Linked DNA regions of Mus musculus: region 2 is linked to region 1. A link is a contact called in public Hi-C data. All regions are on one chromosome and are shown on one strand. Each heading gives the region's core, a stretch centred on a gene start, on an enhancer-like site or on the middle of the called end of the contact. The rest is flanking DNA. Distances are from core to core; before and after follow the strand shown.

Evidence for each region. Hi-C and Micro-C count contacts between places; a contact is called where the count stands out from the background.
Region 2: a Hi-C map of the G1E-ER4 cell line shows a contact between it and region 1, with 2.4 times the contacts expected there. The contact joins two enhancer-like sites. A contact is called at or near these places in 6 of 39 promoter capture datasets (the C10 cell line, the HPC-7 cell line, cranial neural crest and 3 more), 3 of 484 Hi-C or Micro-C datasets (B cells, the G1E-ER4 cell line and bone marrow-derived macrophages) and 2 of 115 datasets of contacts at active chromatin or transcription factors (both in embryonic stem cells).

The regions. Positions count from the first base shown.
Region 1 is chr13:75,235,225-75,239,189 of GRCm38.p6, forward strand. No RefSeq gene overlaps it. Among named protein-coding and RNA genes, the nearest start is that of Pcsk1, 150 kb to the left of the region's middle. Within about 2 kb of position 1,402, at least 20 of the 459 cell types and tissues checked have an H3K27ac peak or open chromatin away from gene starts, as enhancers often do. A contact at or near this core is called in the G1E-ER4 cell line, where this site is marked.
Region 2 is chr13:75,685,689-75,689,631 of GRCm38.p6, forward strand. 1700037F03Rik (a long non-coding RNA gene) reads right to left here. Exons shown (of 3, transcript XR_873683.1): 2 at 550-629. Among named protein-coding and RNA genes, the nearest start is that of Gm23012, 4.3 kb to the right of the region's middle. Within about 2 kb of position 1,488, at least 14 of the 459 cell types and tissues checked have an H3K27ac peak or open chromatin away from gene starts, as enhancers often do. A contact at or near this core is called in the G1E-ER4 cell line, where this site is marked.

The DNA.
Region 1 (3,965 bases), core at 152-2,651:
GACAAGAAAAAAAATGGGTAGTTCACTATGAAGTTCATCCCATTCTTAATAATTAAAACCACATCAAAAATATAGAAATGTTCAAATTCCAGGACCTATTTTAAGACACCTCCCAAAATGATTATATTTCTTTCAGAATTCATCTTCACAAATTTCTGTACAGGGCCCAATTTGCATAAAGTAAAGACTGATAAGAGGAGCACTGATAGGTTATTCTGATAATTATCAGGATATATGTCATATATATAGTATGTATTAGAATATAAAATATTCTGATAATATTCTCACAGGTTGGTCTAATAGAGAGAAATCCTTAAACAAGTGGGCAGTGACAAGTAACCAGCAGAATTATTTGCTAATTTTGAAAGTCTCCTTGCTAGCAGCCGCACTTTTGAAGTTGTTGGATCACAATACCAACTTTTTTTTTCATTAATTTATTTATTCACTTTATATCCTGATTGCATCCTCCTTTCCTCCTCCCCTGCCAGTCCAACCCTCTCATTGCCTTCCCCATATTTCCCTCCCCTTCTACTCAGAGAAGGGGAACCACACCCCCACTGGGTACCAACCTCCCTTGGCACATCAAGTCTCATCAGGAGTAAGAGCATCCTCCCCACTGAGGCAAGACAAGACAGCCCAGTTATGGGAACAGAATCCACAGGCAGGCAGCCAAGTCATGGTAAACCCTCACTTCAGTTTTGGGGGGACCCTCATGAAGATCAAGCTTCACATCTGCTACATATGTGTGGGCCTAGGTCCAGCCACTGAATGCTCTTTGGTTGGTGGTCCAGTCTCTGTGAGGCCCCATGGGTCCAGGTTAGTTGGCTCTGTAGGTCTTCTTGTGGTGTCCTTGACCCCTCCAGCTCCCTCAGTGACTCCCTTAACTCTTCTACAAGACTCCCTGAGTTCTGTCTAATATCTGGATGTGGGTCTCTGCATCTGTTTCAGTCAGCTGCTGAATGAATCCTCTCAGATGACAGTTGTGCTAGGCTTGTTTCTGTAAGCACAGCAGAATATCACTAATAATATCAGGGGTTGGTTCTCTCCCCTGGGGTGGGTCTCAAGTTGGGACAGCTGAGACTGGTACCAGCTTAGGAAATGGAACCTGAAGTGGTCACCTTCTGTTGCCAAGCAGAACTTTCAGAGGAGGGAGGGGAACACCCACCCAACCCACCCACAAAACCTTTGATCCAAAGTTTTCCCTGCCTACAAAATGTGCAGAGATAAAGGTGGAGCAGAGAGTGAAAGAATGGCCAATCATCAATTGGCCCATGGATACTAACTCTTACAGGAACTGAGAAACCAAGCCTGGCAAACAAACTGTGGCATGCCTGTTAGTGCTGCTGGGCTCTGCTTCTGCAGAGCAGCAGTGCAGTGCTGCTCAGCCATGACTTTGCTGTTTCTAATGACAGTAACCAGGGAAACTGGGCAGGGAGCCCATACCCAGTAGGGGTGAACAGTAAAACGGACAGCCTCTACCTGCGTGGAAACAACCCTTCTCTTTTCATTGAAAATAGATTCTTTTTAATACAATATATTGAGTACAGTGCTCCTCACCCAACTTTTCCCAGCTCTTCCCCACCTACCCAAATCCACACCCTTTCTTGCTTCTCTAAATAGAAAACAGATGTCTTTTTTAAAAAAAAAAAGAAGAAATAATAAGAATAATAAAATAATAAATAAATAAATAATAAAAATAAACAAACCCAAGTAGGGCAAAACAAATGAACATAAGAAGAAGAAAAAAAGCCAAAGAAAAGACACTAGAAACACATACAGACACAGGGGCACACATTTGAACATACAGAAATCCCATAAACACCCAAGCATGATCTGTAATATGAAGCAAAAGGTTTGTAGAAAGAGAGAGAGAGAGAGAGAGAGAGAGAGAGAGAGAGAGAGAGAGAAAGGAAGGGAAAATTCCGAAACAAAATATTATGAGAAAAATTACCTCCCAAAATACCGTTGAGTTCATTTTGTGTTGGCCGTCTACTGCTGGGCATGGGGCCTGAGCTTGGTTTGTTAACCCAGTGAGGATCTGTTAGAAAAAAAAAATAGTTTTTTTTTTTTTTTCCTTTTCAGAGCAGCTGTCAATTGGACATAGCTTTTGGGTGACAGATGGATTTTGGTTTTGTTTGTTTTAGGGAACTTTTTCGTTTTTGTGTTTTTATTTTTTATTTTTTGCTTTTTTCCCCCTTTTTATGTGATGTGAGAGGAAAGGGAAGAGAAGTGGAGACCGATGCCTGTGTAGAGAGTACCAAGAGCAGGATTGTTTGACTGGAAATGAAGGTCAGGTCTTATGAAGTCTAACTCAGGTCAGAGGTGAGAAGGTTTTGGATGCAGTTTTAGGTCCTGCAACTTTTTTTTTCCATCAATGAACCCACCGATAGGGATTTAGAACTAATAGAGACTCAATTCTACACCTAGTACACATCCAGAAGAGAAACAAAAGAACAAATAATGAACAAGTTAAAAAAAAAAGTAAGGGTAAAGAGAAGGAGGGAAGAGAAAGACAAACTTATTTTTATGCCTCTAACCCAGCCAGACTGATAAATCCAAAGCTAATTCTGTCATGAGCAGTATAAAACTCTCTGGGTATCTGAAAAATACCTTGCTGTCTTGGAGCTTGGAAATAGCCTGGATGATTTGATGTATGCCTTGACGTGTTAACATTCTGTTTTTAAAGAACAGTTATAGTATCTGGCATCACAAAACTAAGCCTTTAAATAGCACATGCACACATGAAGGAAAATCCAGAAACATAGCAACAAAACGTGCAAAAAGAATACAGGAAGTTTATATATTTAAATATAAAAACAGGAAGTTTATATATTTAAATAAGTGTCCTTACCATGAGTCCATCGAGCCATTAGAGTATGCTCGGTAAGATCACCTGGTTTTAAGGTTGTGTGACAGCAAAGCAAAAATGGCTTGTCATTTAAGACTGTGAGAATACCTGAAATCAACACAACAGGTTTTATTCTCATCCAGGAATCAGAAGCTCTTTGTGGATAAGGACCGCCCCAAGTTAACCCAGGGTAAGTTAGTGAGCCGATCTGACCTCCAGTTCAGTGATATTTCCAGTGTAAAATTGTTTCTTCCCTTTAGATATGAAACACAGTCAGGAAATCTATAAAGATAAAATCTCTTTTATTTTATACCAGTGATCTTATTTTATACCAAGATGATCTTATTTCTCATGAAAACTTTGTTCCTGCTTTAAAAACTTCAGTTCTATCTTGCCAGATGAGCCAGAATATGAGACTATACTATTGTTTTCAGTTGCCATGAGACAACCTTTTATATAATGAGTTTACATCTCTCCTAGGGAAAGAATGGAATTAAATTACCATTCTTAGAGGAACTCAGGGAATGGATCCTTTTTCTCTGTGTTCTGTGCTAGGGAGATGCCTCACTGGACAAAGTACCCGTTTTCCGTTCAAGCTCTTGGATTCACAGGGTGGAAGGAAAAAAACTTTCACCGGTAAGTTGTCCTTTGACCAACATATACATACACACATACACACACAGTGACATGTCCCTCCTTACAAACTAGATAAATAAATATGATTTTTAATTTTTTTGTGTGTTCTGTGGATTGGACAAGGAGCCTTGTTCTTAATTTTGAAGCAAGAATCCATTGGTTACAGACAGCAGTGAATGCATAGAAATCCTGCCCATGCCTTCTGGAGATTAATGCAAGAGAAGCATGAACAAAACAACTACTATTTAATGAGTCTCTACATGCCAAGGGATAGAGTAAGTCCAAATTTATATACATTATATTATTTAATCATAAACAAAAAAGGGTGGGGTCTGGTGTTATTATAAATAATAATTTTCATTCTTATCTATAAAATTCTGAGGCTTTATGTCATTCTGTGTACCAGAGGCTATCCCTGGAGATCTCTGGCCCTGCCTGGTAGGATGGTTAAGGTGAAAGGCATGAACAGGGAGGGGAAGTA
Region 2 (3,943 bases), core at 238-2,737, 450 kb after region 1:
ACCCCAGGTGATCTCTTATTCAGTGGCAGCAAAGTCTGAATCACCTGCTTCAAGGCTGAGGGAGGCTGAGGAGGAAGGGGGGGGGGGGGAGAGAAAGAGAGAGAGAATATGATCTGGGCTGGGAGGATGTCTCAGTGAGTACTTTACCAGGAAAGCACATGGATGTGAGTCCTACCAGATCCCACATGAAAGAATGTCTATAAAATCAGTGCTTAGGAAACAGAGGCATAAGGATCCAGGGACGTTCACTGGGCAGCCAATCTAGCTGTGGCGTAAGTTTCTTCTAAGATGAAAACATTCCATCCTACAGGGAAGCTTCCAGAGAAGCTTTGAAACATCCTTGAACTTGACCAGATTTGCTGGGCCCCTTTCTACCAGAGTAAAAAATAAAAGCTGAGAGTCTCCCTTAAGACAGAAGGAAGCTGAGCTTCAAAGAGGACTCTGAGACCACACCTGCTTTGTGGAAGAGGCAGAAACTACCAGCTGTGTGGAAGAGGTTTAGACCAGCAGGGGTGCCTGGATAGGACACTCTCCAACTTATTGACCTACCTGCAAGCTGTGCAGAGTGCTCCAAGGTTCCCAGCTTTGTGGGCTTTGGTGATGCAGCTGTCTTTGAATTATTTGTGTTCCTGTAAATAATCCCAATAAGACACATTGATTCACTGTGTTGGACTTTTGTGTAATAAGTACTTTAGACTGTCATGGGATCCCTGTCTGGAGTGAGTAGATGTGTGTGTTTTGTCTCCGAAGGAAATGTTTTATCACACAATACTAGCCTAACTTTTGAGAACTGGCTAATAGGAGACCCTGACACAAAGGACATGAATAAGATGAATCTCTTATGATACTCAAGGTTATCCTCCAGCATCAACATACGTGTATATACACATGTACTCACCAACCCAATCATATGTGTATGTGTGTGTGCATTAAGAAAGAGTAATGAAGAATCTACCATTATAAAGTATAGCTAGTGTGCATTTGTTGTTAATGTGTCTTGCCTTCCTAGGATGCTTTCCAAACAGAAGTTAATAACACAAACAGCTCTAAATTGAACAAAGTGAAGAGATAAGACGTAAGTATATAAATCCATGATAGTATCTATTAGCCTAGACTTTGAAACTCACATAGTCTAGTGACTCAATCCTAACTGCACAGGAAAACCATGTTAGAGTTTTTATAAAACATCGATGCCTAAGCCCCACTCCAAATCAATTTGCTCAGAATCTTAGGACAAGCTTTGGCAATGGTATCTATTTCACCAATACTACTCAGTTGTTCTAAGAGCTTTTGCGTACGTTAAGTCATTTAATGCTTTACCCCATGACATAAGTACTATTGTCACCTCCACTTTCTTGTGATGAATTGAGTCTTATCCATTTACTTAGCCCAATCAGACAATGAAGCAGCAGATCCTGTATCACACACAGGCTCATTGGTGCCTAGATTAAGCTATCGGTTGTGGTGGCTCTTCAGCCTATCGTTCCAGAGCCCTCAGCCTATCTTTCCGGGGTCCTTCAGCCTATCTTCCCAGGGCAGAAGCACTCTGCACAATATCTGCAGCTACAGAATTTCTACTAAACAAAGCTACAGCTGTAGGTGAACAGCTCTAGAAAATGCAGACGGATTGATATTAAAGACACCAGCACAAATAGAATAGATGAGATCAATCACTCAGAAACACACTGAACCAATTAAAGTCAAGGCAGCACAGTCTTGCTGGAGTAATTAGGAATGAGTCCTTGGCAGAAGCAGAACTCCTCCAGGTCACAATCCAAAAGACTGTTAAATGGTGCAAACTGAGGATTCCAAAACTCCAGAAATATTTTATTAGGTCAAGTATTTATACATGAACCACAAGCACTAGATTCATTTCAACAAGGGAAAGTTTCTTAGGATTCTCATCTGAGGAATTATGAATATAAATACAAGGTCAGCAAATCTAATTACCTTTTAGGTTTGTCAGCTATTTTAAAAAATATTTTATTTTATTTTAATTTTATGTGTATGAATGCCTTACCCTCATGTATGTTTGTATACTACTACATTTATACAGTGCTAATGAAGGTCAGAAGAGGATGTGAGAGCCCCTAAAAATATAGCTACAAATCTTTGTGAGGTACCATGTATGAGAGTATCCAGCACTCTTAATAACTGACCCATCTTTCCAGCCCTGATTTGTCAACCATTACCATTGAGACAGAAATAATTCGAAAAAGGAATGATTTATTTTGGTTCATGCTTCAGGAGTTTTAATCTATGTTCTACTGGCAATGGGTACATGTGGGAGAGGATGCAACACCGTAGAAAAGGGACCAATGTGGAAGGCCTGGGACAAAGTATATCTTCTCAGTGAATAACCCCAGTAGCTATTTCCTAATATCTCCACTACTTCTCAATACTGGCATCAAATTATAAAACCACAGACAATGCTAAAGTTAGGCCCAGTTTTTCTTCCCAGCTTCATGCTCCCAGAAAAAAATTCAGACTCAAAATATATTTATAGATACCTTAGCCATATAGCTAGGCTCTTCTCTTACTAGATTCATAACTTAAGATAACCCGTTTGTTTAAATCTACATTCTGTCATATGGCTGGTTACTTTGCTCAGGTACCATGCCTCCATCTCATTGCATCTTCTGGCCCAATATCCCTGCCTTCCTCTATCACAGAATTCTTCCTTCTCCTGGATGTCCCACCTCTATTTCTTGCCTAAGCCATAAGTCAAAGGTTTTTAATTGACAGATGATGCATCCATACAATACAGAAGGTATTTTCTTTACAGATAAAATCAGAGTTCTCATAATCCAGCCACTTCTCAGTTATTGGTTTACTAGCTAGAGATGAAGGTTACAACCAAGTATTCTTCAAGGAGATACATTATATCCAAACAAACATTTGTTGTATATGTACAGAAACAACTTGCATGAGTTTGTTTGTACAACTGCTTTGAGTCCAGACACTAGACACGTTTCATCTAGTCTAAGAATCAACAGAGGTAGGAGAAAACCCTGTTCAAAATGTATTAAAGCTGTTGATGTAGCAGATAGCATTAATGTCACTCTAATACTTCAGAATAGCTAGTGGGTAGTCTAATCTTTGACTGAGTTTGGCAACATCTTTAAATTACTTTTAAAAGTAGGTCATGGGTACATTCCAAAGTGAGAGATTCCTGTTGTACTGTAGAAAGCAGTGTGCCTTATCCTTAGAAAGGAAACAGGGTTGAAACCAGCAACTTCTGTCTTGTCCCTGGCATGACCATTATGGGATGGAGCAAAAGGGTTTGACACCCTCTGGCTACTATCAGGGGACCAATTAGTAAATTCACAGCTAACCTAATGGGATCCTGAGTAAGATCATTAAGGGCACAGTAGGCAATAAATGATTATAAAAGAACTTTGTGAAATTCCCTAGGTACCAATGCCTGGGCTCCACCCTTATCTGATACTATCTGCAAGTGCACAGATAACCTGAAAATGGAAATTGTGCAACTAATAACTTCTAATTGAAAGAAGTCTAGCCAAAGTCTGTGTATTAAATACTCATTGAATACTATGTCTTAGTTTACACCCAGGAATTCTAAATTAGTTACAGGTAAGCCTTGATGTTCCATCATTAAGTCTCACAAATACTACTTTTAATGTTCAGTAAGAGAAAAAGAATTTGTTTGGAAAATGTGGCAACCTTGTGAAAAATGACAAAAAGGGCTGCAAACAAGGTTATTAAAATGCAGATTATTGGCTATTTCCCAGACCTGCTAAATCTCTAAGCACTGGGACCCAGAGATCTAAATTTTAACAAGCTCCCAGGTGATCCATAATGTATAGTAAGGTCTTTGAACTTCTGCCCTAGGGTGTCACCAATCCAAAGCCAAAAATAATTTATCGCCAAGCATTATAAAATGTTGAATTTCCAACAGGAATTTAATTGGCCACAGGAAGCC